Linked DNA regions of Mus musculus: regions 1 and 2 are each linked to region 3. A link is a contact called in public HiChIP or PLAC-seq data. All regions are on one chromosome and are shown on one strand. Each heading gives the region's core, a stretch centred on a gene start, on an enhancer-like site or on the middle of the called end of the contact. The rest is flanking DNA. Distances are from core to core; before and after follow the strand shown. Region 1 holds the start of Fbln2 (fibulin 2). Region 2 has its middle 20 kb from the start of Fbln2. Region 3 holds the start of Wnt7a (wingless-type MMTV integration site family, member 7A).

The links. HiChIP or PLAC-seq counts read pairs in DNA pulled down with a chosen protein or histone mark.
Region 1: a contact with region 3 is called in a FOXA1 HiChIP or PLAC-seq map of pancreatic cancer cells. The contact joins the promoter of Fbln2 here to the promoter of Wnt7a in region 3. A contact is called at or near these places in 9 of 39 promoter capture datasets (the C10 cell line, cranial neural crest, embryonic stem cells and 4 more), 2 of 484 Hi-C or Micro-C datasets (both in embryonic stem cells), 7 of 115 datasets of contacts at active chromatin or transcription factors (embryonic midbrain, embryonic stem cells, forebrain and 2 more) and 3 of 9 other capture datasets (embryonic stem cells, liver and pancreatic islet).
Region 2: a contact with region 3 is called in a FOXA1 HiChIP or PLAC-seq map of pancreatic cancer cells. The contact joins the enhancer-like site here to the promoter of Wnt7a in region 3. A contact is called at or near these places in 6 of 39 promoter capture datasets (cranial neural crest, embryonic stem cells, hippocampal neurons and 2 more), 1 of 15 datasets of contacts at CTCF or cohesin (large pre-B cells), 5 of 484 Hi-C or Micro-C datasets (the AtT-20 cell line, myocytes, neurons and 2 more), 11 of 115 datasets of contacts at active chromatin or transcription factors (craniofacial prominence, embryonic basal ganglia, embryonic forebrain and 7 more) and 3 of 9 other capture datasets (embryonic stem cells, liver and pancreatic islet).

What each region holds. Positions count from the first base shown.
Region 1 is chr6:91,210,415-91,214,362 of GRCm38.p6, reverse strand. It overlaps Fbln2 (fibulin 2), which reads right to left and starts at 1,599. Exons shown (of 18, transcript NM_007992.2): 1 at 1,463-1,599.
Region 2 is chr6:91,191,144-91,194,923 of GRCm38.p6, reverse strand. No RefSeq gene overlaps it. Among named protein-coding and RNA genes, the nearest start is that of Fbln2, 20 kb to the left of the region's middle. Within about 2 kb of position 1,898, at least 60 of the 459 cell types and tissues checked have an H3K27ac peak or open chromatin away from gene starts, as enhancers often do. A contact at or near this core is called in myocytes and pancreatic cancer cells, where this site is marked.
Region 3 is chr6:91,410,075-91,413,629 of GRCm38.p6, reverse strand. Wnt7a (wingless-type MMTV integration site family, member 7A) reads left to right here and starts at 2,277. Exons shown (of 4, transcript NM_009527.4): 1 at 2,277-2,591. The coding sequence starts at 2,521. Gm30437 (a long non-coding RNA gene) reads right to left here and starts at 2,302. Exons shown (of 2, transcript XR_377869.4): 1 at 1,619-2,302; 2 at 914-1,524.

The DNA of each region.
Region 1 (3,948 bases), core at 350-2,849, 200 kb after region 3:
GATCTGGTAGAGACTGCAACCAAAGGTGCCCCTGGCCCATCCCTAAGGGAAGGCAGCCAGCAGCACTGGTTGAAGCACTCCACAAAAGCATATGAATCCTAACCACCAGAGCTTGCTTTTTTTTTTTTTTTTTTTTCAAGAAAAGACGGAAATCCGGACTTTTCTGTGAAAGCTGCCAGTTAGTAAATGCTGGCAGCTAATTAAATTTTTAAAAACAATAATAGCATACTGAGAGCCAAGCAAAACATGCAGAGCTAGTCACAGCCGGGGCTGGCGGGTCTGCACCTCCAGTCAGATGCTTTCTACATACTACATGAAGGGGTGGGCGGGAAGACAAGAGGTACCCACCCTTGGCAACATCTCCCATCCTGCCTTTCCTCTTGGGGGTCCTGCACACACACACACACACACACACATACTTGGCACCTCTGGAAGGTGAGGCGAGAGCTCCGATCATTCCATCACAAATATGTATTAGCTCCACTCAATGCCAAGCCCAGGGAGCCCTCTGCTGCCACCCACCCACGTCACCCAAGCTCTCCTGGAGAGGGTCAGGTTCAGCATCCTCTGAGCAACAAGGACCCACACACCACAAATTCCTTTTTGTCTCTCTGGCCAGTCATAGAACACCTGCTGGCTCAGACCAACTTCGGACTGGTCCAAGTGGCCATCACCGTGAAGCAGATGGGCACGATCTCAGGCTGGCTGAGGAAGAAAGGATGGACTCTTGCCTAGGAGAGGGGGGGCGGGGAAACAAGAGGTGGTGAGGAGCCAAGCCCACCCCTGAAGACTTAGCCCCTCCTGGGCCCCCTAGGCCACTCCAAGAGTGAGCCAAGACTAACACCAGCAGCCACCTCCTTCTCTCTAGGCTGAGGCTCCCACTCAGCAGGGGAACCGCAGATGCTAGGGACCATGACTCTGTCTGTGAACCTGAGTGTGGGGCCCTCTGTGTCCAACACAGGCCCGTGTGGGAGATGTGTGTGGAATAGCGGATGGAGATAAGCGAAGCATTGAACCAACCGGCACTGAACCAAACTTTCTATGGATGTCGAACGCACACGTGCCTAACACGGACACATATGCATGTCTGAAGGATGCCTAAAACATGCAAGTGTGTGTGAAAGCACTCACGTGCAGAGGGATGTGGGAGAAGTGAACGTGCACAGCCCCTGCACGAGAGATTCTGGGCTGGGTGTTGGGGTGGCCTGTGCCTCTGCAGAGCTTGCAGTAACTTCTGCTAGTGTGAGTGCATGTGTGGCAGTTTGTGACTGAGGGTGGGGTGGTACCAGACCGAGAGGCCCAATCTTTCCCGCCGGGGATGGGGGGCAGCTGGGGGAGTGACCCTGGGAGACCCTGAAGGACTAGTCTGGTGTCTGGAGAGCCAGAGAGACGAGCCAGCGATCAAGAGAACGTGACTGACCTAGAGGAAGCGCGGGGTGGAGATCGAAGGCTCTGTACTTACCCGGTGCTCTGTGTTGAGCTGCGCCGCCGTCAGTCTGTCCGCGCACCCGCCGTCGGTGAATCCAGAGTCCGGGTGGCGCGCGGCTCGGGGTTGGAGAAGAGCGGGACTAGCCAGGCCTTGAGACCCCGCCCCACAGGTCCCGCCTCAGGGCGGGGCCTCGATTTTGCTAAGACTTCGCCCAACCCAGTGCTCAACAAGCCCAAATAGGAGCCCAGGAGCCGGCGCTCTCCTGTCCGGGTCTCTGAGTCCCTCTTTCCACTCCCTCTCACCATGCTTTGGCTATATTGAGACTCAGATGTCTCAGTACTGCGCCACCCTTTAGCTTCTCCTCCTGGACCCAGCACCCTGTGATAGCCAGAGGTACCCAGGCTCAAAGCTGCCCAGGGACAGGTCTGCAGAAACTAGGCATGGGCATGCTCCCATCTTAGTTCTCCACTGTCTAGATCACCCTGCCCTTTTTCTTTTTTTCCTTTCTTTCTTTCTTTCTTTCTTTCTTTCTTTCTTTCTTTCTTTCTTTCTTTCTTTCTTTCTTTCTTTCTCCTCCTCCTCCTCCTCCTCCTCCTCCTCCTCCTCCTCCTCCTCCTCCTCCTTCTTCTTCTTCTTCTTCTTCTTCTTCTTCTTCTTCTTCTTCTCCTCCTCCTCCTCCTCCTCCTCCTCCTCCTCCTCCTCCTCCTCCTCCTCCTTCTTCTTCTTTTTTTATCCTGATTCAGTTGCCTGTACTATGGTGTGGCTTAGCCAATCCTCTTGACCTCTGTGGGTAGGGAGCTGTGGAGAACACTGTCATCCACAGCACAGTGCCCAAGAGGCAGTCAACACTCTGTAAGATATAAACTCAAAACATATCATTACTGGGCCCTTGGCTCCCTGCCCCCCAAATGACAGAGGTGTCTGGTCACCACTGTCCACTCTCAGCAGGCCCAGGGCCTGTGCATGGTAGAAAGTCAACAGTGAGCTTCACTGTCTGAGATCCAGGACTGCTAATCACCTCCCATACCTGCCAGAGATGGATGCCCCTATAGCCACTGCCCGTCATCCTAGGAGCAGCTGTGGCCCAAGAGTAAGACCCCATGGCCCAGAACAGGTGTGAGGCAGCCAAGAGCAAACAAAAAGACAGAGAAGGAAGCTATCTGCCCAGGGTTACATAGCTGCACCTAGAAAGAGCCAGGGAATTGTAGAGGAACCAGGATGGGTTGTGGAGAGCAGAGCTGAATGGAAAAGTCTGACCCAGCCTGCCTCTGTGGGCTCTTTCCACAAACGCCTCTCTCAGGGCCTTTGTGTATGCTGTTAACCTCTACCCGAACACCTCTCCCCCAGGAGCCTAGGGCTGGTGCATCCTTGTTTTGAGATAAAATATCCCCTTTCTGAGACCACATCAGAGCCCTTCTATCCTGCCACTTGGCTGCATTCTCTCCCTGGCTACCTTTTTGAGATTGGTTTATAAATGATCGTTTGTAGAATTACTTAGCAGCTAAGACTTCTTTCCCATGCAGCTGTGTGTCCTTGGGCCAGTCACCTTGGGCAAGTCCCTTCCCTCTGAGTTTTGGCTTACTTCCTCAGGGGCAAACTAAACAATAGGTGTCAAAGCCTACATCAGGGGTTGAGCTGAAATCCCAAAGTTCCAGAGGGGTGTGTTCAGTAAATAGTATATGAGAATAAAGAGCAGATGAAACCCTTCTCTCTATGGCCAAGAGCATAGCTGCAGCAAGCATGGACCCTTTCCCCACTACAAGTCCCGGCTGAGGGAGAGAAGGGAGGCAAGCAGCCAACATTCAGGCTCAGGCTGCAGACAAGGAGCCTGGGCCTGGTTGTCTTTCCACCAGATAACACAGAGGCTGTTTCCCACCTCCGACATTTGAGCCAGAGTCATGGCTCGCCTAGAGCCTGCCAGGACTCTTATCAAGACAGGGTATGCATCACCCACCAGGAATTTGGGGCTGGGGCTTGGCTGACATAGAGTTGGAGGAAGTTATAGGCTGACAAGGTCCAGACAAAGTGCCACAGGGGGCAGAGGTGTTACTCACACCAGTGCTGATCTCACAGCCTCCCTGGGCACTGAGGCGCCAGAGCCAGCAGGCGGAGGGCTCACCTATACCACCTGGCCAACTGGACTGGCTCACAGTTTTTAGGGAAAGGGACTGCAGCTATACCTGGTATATGACCACTCTGTAAATAGCACAAGACACCACCCAAGGGCTTGGGAAGGCCAGCTCTGAGGCTGGGCAGCCTTCCTGAATGACCTTCAGCCTCAGCTTCAGTGTCCCCATGGAGATACTGGAGTTGTGCAGGCAATGCTGGAAGTGGCAACTGGACACACTAAGCCCTTACTTTCATGTTTGTTGTCACTTTATACACCACAAACCTTCACCCTGCATCATCTGTGGGAGAAGAGGTGTCATAAATGTCCCTGGGACTCAAACTTGGAGAGAAAAAAGAGCAACTATTGGGACCAAATCTTGCTGTCATACTAGTATTGTGGAGCCAGGACT
Region 2 (3,780 bases), core at 649-3,148, 220 kb after region 3:
TTCTTGTAGAGAACCTGGGTTAGATTTCTGTAGCGGTCTGAATAAAAATGGTCCTCATAGATTCTTATATTTCCCATAAGCTTTTGTATTTGAATGTTTGGTCCCCAGTTGGTGGAATTATTTGGGAAGTATTGGGAGGTGTAGAATTGTTGAAAGAAAAAAAATATCACTAAGGGTTAGGCTTTGAGGTTTCAAAAGCCAACACCATTCCCAGTTAACTTTCCTGTCTCGTGGTTGTTTTAAGATGTAAGCCCTCAGCTACTGTTCCTCCCTATGCCTACCTGCCTACTGCCATGCTCTCTGCCATGACAGCCATGAACTTTAACCCTCTTAAACTGTAAGCCCCAAATACGTTCACATTAGTCATGGCAATAGAAAAGTAACCAAGACAGATTCTAAGCACCCCTGTGGCAGTCCTAGGAGATCTGGCACCCCCTTTTAGCCTCCATGGCTACTCCATGCATGTGGTACACAGACATACATGCAGGCAACATCTATACACATAAAATAACAGAATATAAAAAAGAAGGAGGAGGAGCAGAAGAAGCCACAGCCATCTTATTACAGACTGGAATGTGAGCTTGATGAAGCCGGGCTCCTCTTACAAAGGCAGCATGGAAAGAGCTGGAAGCTGACCCTACCTAGGCAAGCAGTCACTTCTCTGGATCCACTGGTTCTGGAACCTCTGGGAAGCCCAGATCCATAGGTGCTGAAGCCCTGAACAGCTTTCTGTGTCTGCCTCCCCCTTCCTCCATAAACATCTCTCACTTTTTAAAAATAGTTCCGTGATAGCTATAATGTTTATGCAACCTACCACTGCAGCTCAATAGAAAGAGGCAGGGTCACGGAGCCTTGGAGTCAATGCCCCAGAGCTTTCCATCTTCCCAAATGGCAACTCTGACCCCTTTAAAAGGTAACTCCCAGCCCCTGGCACACAATATGCTACCTTCTGGTTGAATTTAACTGTTTTAAGGATGCCACACAAGAAGAATTATCCAAAGTTTGCCTTTTTTATGAGCAACTTGTTCATTTAAATAACCAGAATTCATCCATGATTCCAGCTGGTGTCCAGTCCCCTGCCTTTTAGACATGGGTTCTATTGTCAGACGTGCTGTGCTCATTGGTTTACTTAGGGCTATTATAGTTACTGTGTGACAGGCATGGGTGTGCAAGCTGCTCTTTCCATCCCCACTATCATGTCTTGGGAGCATACATCTCTGATTTCTCCTACACAGACTCTCAGCTCTATCCAGGGGCCTCAGATGTCCCGTTTCAAAAGAAGCAGGCCTGTTGTTTGCTAGGAAAAGAGTATGGTGAGGTAGGAATGTGGAGGAGAAACCTGTGCTGGCATATCTTCACAGCAATCCAGAGCTGGGTCACAAGTGCCTGTGCTTGTCCAGGATAGTTTTAAAGTCAAGAGATCCAGAGATTCTATATTCTGGCTTCTCTTGAAAAGCTAGTGGGTGAATCTGAGTGGGATACCTGCAGCCAGAACCAAACTGTGGCCCTAATCTGGCCCGACTGTTCTCTGACCTTGTTCCCTGAGTTTCCTATGCTGAGCTGAGAGCCTGAAGTTCCATGTTTTGAGATGCCCTTTGACACCATGCTGTTTAACTTTAGCTGAGCCTTGGGGGACCAGGGCAGAGGTTAGATGGTACAGCCTTAAAGCAACAGGCTTTAAAAACAGATGCTGAGTGCAAGCTCTGTGTTGATGAAGTTCTGTGTACCAAGACAGTAATGTGCTGCCCCAGCACAGTCTTCATCTTTGCCAATCAACTTGGCATTCAGCCTGACTATGGCCACAGGGAAAGCTCTTCCAGAAGCATACAGATGGCCATGCCTCACCCTGCCTGGAAGCCCTGATGCCCCCTATGTCATCAGGCCAGAGTCTGGGTGACTCAGCCTGGTCTTCCAGGCTTGAGAGCTGGCTCTGTGGTTTCCTTTTTCCCATACCCATACCACATTCCTTCCTCTGCCTTGAGGCCCTTTCCTATCACTCTTTCTGAACACTCCTACTCATCCTGCAGGACCCAGCTCTGGAGAGAGAGACTGTAAGTAGCATGGGGTGGGGGTGTTGATAATGGACCACTGCTGCAGGCTGGGCTCTGGGGAGAAACAGATACACTGGCGGTGGTGGCAGAAACAGCACCCTTGAGGGAACCAGAGCAATGAGGAAGAGGAGAATGCAGTAGAGAGACTGGGGTAGGGCCCAGGGTTGGCTGCAAGGAGTACTGTCTAGCATGGGCAATGCTGGAGTCTGCCAGGGGTTCTGAACAAGAGAAGTACCCCCCGCCCCCAGGAGACTGAGGTCCACATGGATCTTGGCAGGAAATGGAAGAGGATGACGAGTCAGGATGGAATGGCCTAGAAAAGAATCAGAGGATACAAACCAGCTGGGAAAGCAGAGAGCAAGGTACCAGAGGGCCACAGAGGGCATGCAGTCAATGTTATGCCCAAGTCCATACTGCCCAACCCTAAGGTTCAGATGGAGGAGAGCAAAAAAGATGTGAATGGAGTAGGGCTGGGGTCAATCAGTTACCATGTATAGCAGCAGGGCAGTGGGGCAACAGGGCAGCAGGGCACAGGGCAACAGGGCAATGGGGCAGCGGGGCAGCTAGGCAGTTGGGCAGTGGGGCAGTGGGCAGCAGGGCAATGGGGCAGCGGGGCAGCTGGGCAGTTGGGCAGTGGGGCAGTGGGCAGCAGGGCAATGGAGCAGCGGGGCAGCGGGGCAAGGGGCAGCAGCCATGTGTCACTTTAACAGAGATCTTGCCTATGGAAGTGGGAATAGTAGATAGTTTGGCAAACTCCTTTCTTGAGATTACCTAGATCCGTATCTCGGCCTCTGTTTCATCCCTCTCATCCTAGCCACTCAGCTCTGGTTTAGGCCCCTCTAGCCACCCTCATTGGCTGTCCTGGGAAAGCTGTCTGCCCATGCCCATTCAGTGCACTAGTGGCTTTGGCCTCTCAGATCCAAAGAGCGGTCTTTCCTGCTGCCCCGCCATAGAGATGTTCCCCCGGAGCCAGAGACTCCAAATCCTCTTGGCCTTTATCCTGCCTGTATACAACCTGGGACACAGCCCAGTCCTGAGTCTGAGTGATAGTGGGGGTTAGAAGTCTCCAGGGCCAGTGTATCTCTGGGTATGCCCTGTCATCCCAGGACGACCACATCTGCCATCTCAGTTTCCCAGCTCAGAGAGCTGTGAGCTCGCCCCTCTCACAGCACAGCTGCTTAGCAGCTCTCTTCTCCCCAGCCACTGGGCCCAGCAGGGACCCTGGATCAGCAGTGATGCTCACCACACTGGTGACCCTAATCCTATGTGCAGACAGGGCTAGTCCCAAAGCCTTCCCCTCACAAGAGGCCTTTGTCTGGCTGGTCTTCTGCCCACTCCCCCATCTTTCCTTGTCCTCTGCCAGGAAGGAAGTTTCCTGCAGAGCATCTCCTACTTCAGACCTCAGATCAGTAGCCCCATCCTGCAGTAAGAAGAGACTGGAAGGGCCAGATGTGGGCTCCCTCTTGTTGTCATGTCCTGATGCAGACCCTTGGGCTCATTCCTGCACTGTTCTAAGCCCACTCCTTGAACCTCTAGATGCTTTCCTTCCCAGAACAGATTTAAGAAGAGGTCATTCTTGACAGTCCTCAGCATCACAAGCCCATTGCAAACTCAAGGCCTAACGCTCATGTAGCCTCAAGCCTGACTCCTCCTGCCCATGTGACTTGCTAGGTTGTTGCTGTACCCCTGAGCAGACATGGTGGCAATCTCCCTTCATTCCTAAACTGAC
Region 3 (3,555 bases), core at 1,028-3,527:
CAGCCTTTGCCAGGGCTGTTGCTGTCACCACAGCTGCCACAGGACTTGCAGGTCATGTGTGTCCCAACATCCATGACGTGCATGACTCTGCTTTAAGATGACAATGGTGCATATTGGAAGTGACACACCAGAGAGATGTTCTGGAGGAGACCTCAGATGACTAGACAGAGGAGGAATACAAGAGAATGTGCTATGGGTAAAGAGGACACCCAGACACTGTCCACAATGCCTCACCTGGGCAAATCTGAAGCCAGGAAGACTGAGTGGATGGCTGGTGGCATCTGGAGGGCCTTCAGTGACCTGTGTAGCAATCATAATGGATCCCACCAGTCAAGGTCACAATTAGGACTGTGGGCTGCAGTGGCTGTACATATTCCTGGTTTCCTCACAGCACAGCAGTCATTAGGGTGGGTCAGGGCTCCTGTATGCATCCATTCACCTGCACCATTACCTCTTCCCTGTTATTGAGGAAGCCATCACAGGCCCACTCAGAGGCGAGCCAGGAGGACACAGAGAACTTGCAATGGAGAACGTCTGAACATTGTAGTGGCCATGTTCTGAAAGCACCCCCAGGCTTGGGGGGGGTGATATAGCTTAGTTGGGAAAGTACTGGTTTAGCACTAGAAAAGAACTAGGTTCAATCCCTGACATCCTATAAAGCAGGGTGGGAGTGCACAGTCTGTAATCCCAGCACCCCTGAGGTGGAAGCTGGGGGACCAGTGGGTCAAGGCTATCTCCACTTCAGTCAGATTCATGCCAAAACGGCAATAAAAGTTCTCCAGCACAAATGTCCCATCTGTCCCTGAACCCATGTTGAAGTCTCCCTAGTCCAACAGGCTCCCCAGTGTCCAATTCCCTTCCCAGCCCCCATCAGTGTCTCCATGGGACACCCAGAGATACACACACACACAAATGAGTTACCTGCTTTATTCTCCAGGGTCTCCATTGGACTCCAAACTCTTCTAGGAATACAGTCCCCCTCTCTTCCCTCCACATCACTGGCTTTCTTTCTCTTCATCCTTGCTCCTCCTTCACCCACTCCTAGCTTCTACCATAATGGGCCCAAATCCTGTGATCTGCTGCGGACAGCCCAGCCACTTCCTCAGAGCTAAAACAAACATTTTAGTGCACAGAACCCTCTTTCCCATTGCCCGGTCCCCGGTCCTGTGACCTTCTCACCAGCCGGTGCCATCTGAAGCTATGCATGTGCTTACTGGACAGGGCTCCTGTACGTATCCATTTACCATCATCTGCACCTGTCAATGAGGAAGCTATCACAGGCTTGCCCAGAGGCAAGGAAGGCGCGCACAGAGAACTCCTTGCAATGGAGATTGGTTGAACAATGTAGTGGCCATATTCTGAAAGCGCCCCCCCCCCAGGCTGTACCCAGACCAAGGTCTCCCGTGTTCCTTGAATCCACGGTTGTCAGCATGGCTGGCGCCAGTAGCCCGTGGACGCATGCGTGAACAGCGGCTGTACATGAAGGTATGCATGAAGAACTGCAGTCTGGAAGGCTAAGCAGGCCTGGAGTGGAGAGAAGAGTAGGGGTCACTAGAGTTGGGGCTACCTTGTTCCAATCTGGCTATTCACCTGTTAGTGACTTTGAGTTTGACTTCACCTCCTCAGTTTCTCCAACTGAAACTTGGGCTGCGTGTCTCTGATCAGAAAGACAAAAGGCCAGAATGCACCACCTGCCGCACCCAGCAGGTGTCGCCGTGAGAGCGCTCTGAGCTTTCACCTGCGCGTGTTCTCAGGTTCTGCTACTGGTCATTGGGCTCCAGTCCAATTCCAAGTCTCCACCGGTAGCAAGATTCCGGAGGATCCTGTCACGTCTCGCCTTAGGTGCAATCAGCCCCTCGCACAGACGAGGGTGAGGAGAGAATGTGTGGGGTAGTAGTTCTGCAGGAGTCTCCACCCCAGTTCCCTGTTTCTGGCCCGTGTGACAGAGCTCTAACAAGGCGTGAGGGTTCTGAAATGAGCCTATATCCTCTACACCCAGAGGATGGCCCTTGGGCACCTGCTGGTCTCAACCTGCGAGTTAGCGAAGGATGCTAGGCAGGCAGGATTCCACCGCCCTCCACCCCCAACTCCGCTCCACGCCCCCGCCTCCCACCGCCGCGAGCTCGGAGGAGCGCCGCGGGAGCGCGCTCGGGGCAGACATCCTCGACCCGCGGGCGCTTGGGCGCGGGGCGGGCGCTCCGGGAGGCGGGCGGGGGAAGGGCGGAGAGGGAGGGGCGGGGGCGGGAGGCAGCAGCGCCCCGCAGTCCCCGCGCCTCAAACACTTGCCGCGATCGCTGGCGCGCAGCGGCGCCCCTTGTTGCGCTTGTTCTCCCCTCCTCTGGCTCCGCGGCTCCCGCGCTCTGGGACAGTCTCCAGTGCCTAGCGCGGACCGACGCACCGACGGACCGCCCAGGGAGCCTCGGCCCGCGCCCCCTGCGCAGGCTATGTGGATTGCCCCGCCGGGCCCGGCTGGCGGGATCAGCACAGCCCGGCCCGTGGCACCCGCCACCAGCGGGGACTATGACCCGGAAAGCGCGGCGCTGCCTGGGCCACCTCTTTCTCAGCCTGGGCATAGTCTACCTCCGGATCGGGTAAGCACCGCGCGCGTTCTTTCCGCGCGTGCGACGGAGGCAAAGTTGACTGGGCCCGGGAGGGAGGCGCGCTGCCCAACTTAGCTCAGGAGAGGCAGTGGGAGGTGCAGGAACCCTGAGGGCACAAAGGCTCCCCGTGAGCGGACAACCCAGGGGCGCACGCAATTCCACAGACTCGGGCAGGGGATCGGCCATCCCAAGGATCTCAGAGTCAGGGATACCTCCAGAAACAGACAGTTAAGTGTTTCTGGAAGCGAATATCTGCTCTATGGGGTCCCCAGGAACCGCCCCACCCCCCGCCCCTGCGCGCAAGCCACAAGCACAGTAGATCCGGCAGGACCACAGCCACCCCTAGAGAGCTCAATTCCCAGCAGGAATTCTACGCGCGATATTGTGAGCGCAGCCCTTTTGCAGACAGGGCTACTCATGTAGCAAACGTGGGCCCAGGACTGGGGGTGTTCCCTGGCAAAAGCATAAACCACCTTTCAGAGCTCTGGCACCGCCTCATTTCCAGCGGCCCTCAGACCCCCTTCCCAAGCTAGGAGGACAGCACATTTAACAATCAGAACCAAATAGTACGACCAGAGATAGTTAATGGCTAGTCGGAGACACCAAGGAGAGACGCTCTCTAGCCGCCACCCAAAGAAAGCAAGACAGCCGACCCTGGGGTCGCTGGGGTGGGAGCCAAAGAACCCAGGCGTCAGGAGGTGGGGCAGGAGACACTCTAACTGGAAAGTGGAAGCAGGTGGCTTCTTGCGCTGCGTTGCGCGGCCTCTCTTTGTACTTAGGAAGTGACTTGTGTGCAGCACGGTTTTGGGGACGTGGGGGGCTTTAATCATAGACAGAGGTCCTAGCGCCAAAGGGCTACCTTGGGAGGCTTCACACCTGCCTCTCTCTATACACCCCTACTACCTGTGAACCTCCTGTCGCTGCCTTGGGAAGAACTGGACCCAAGGCCAGGGGG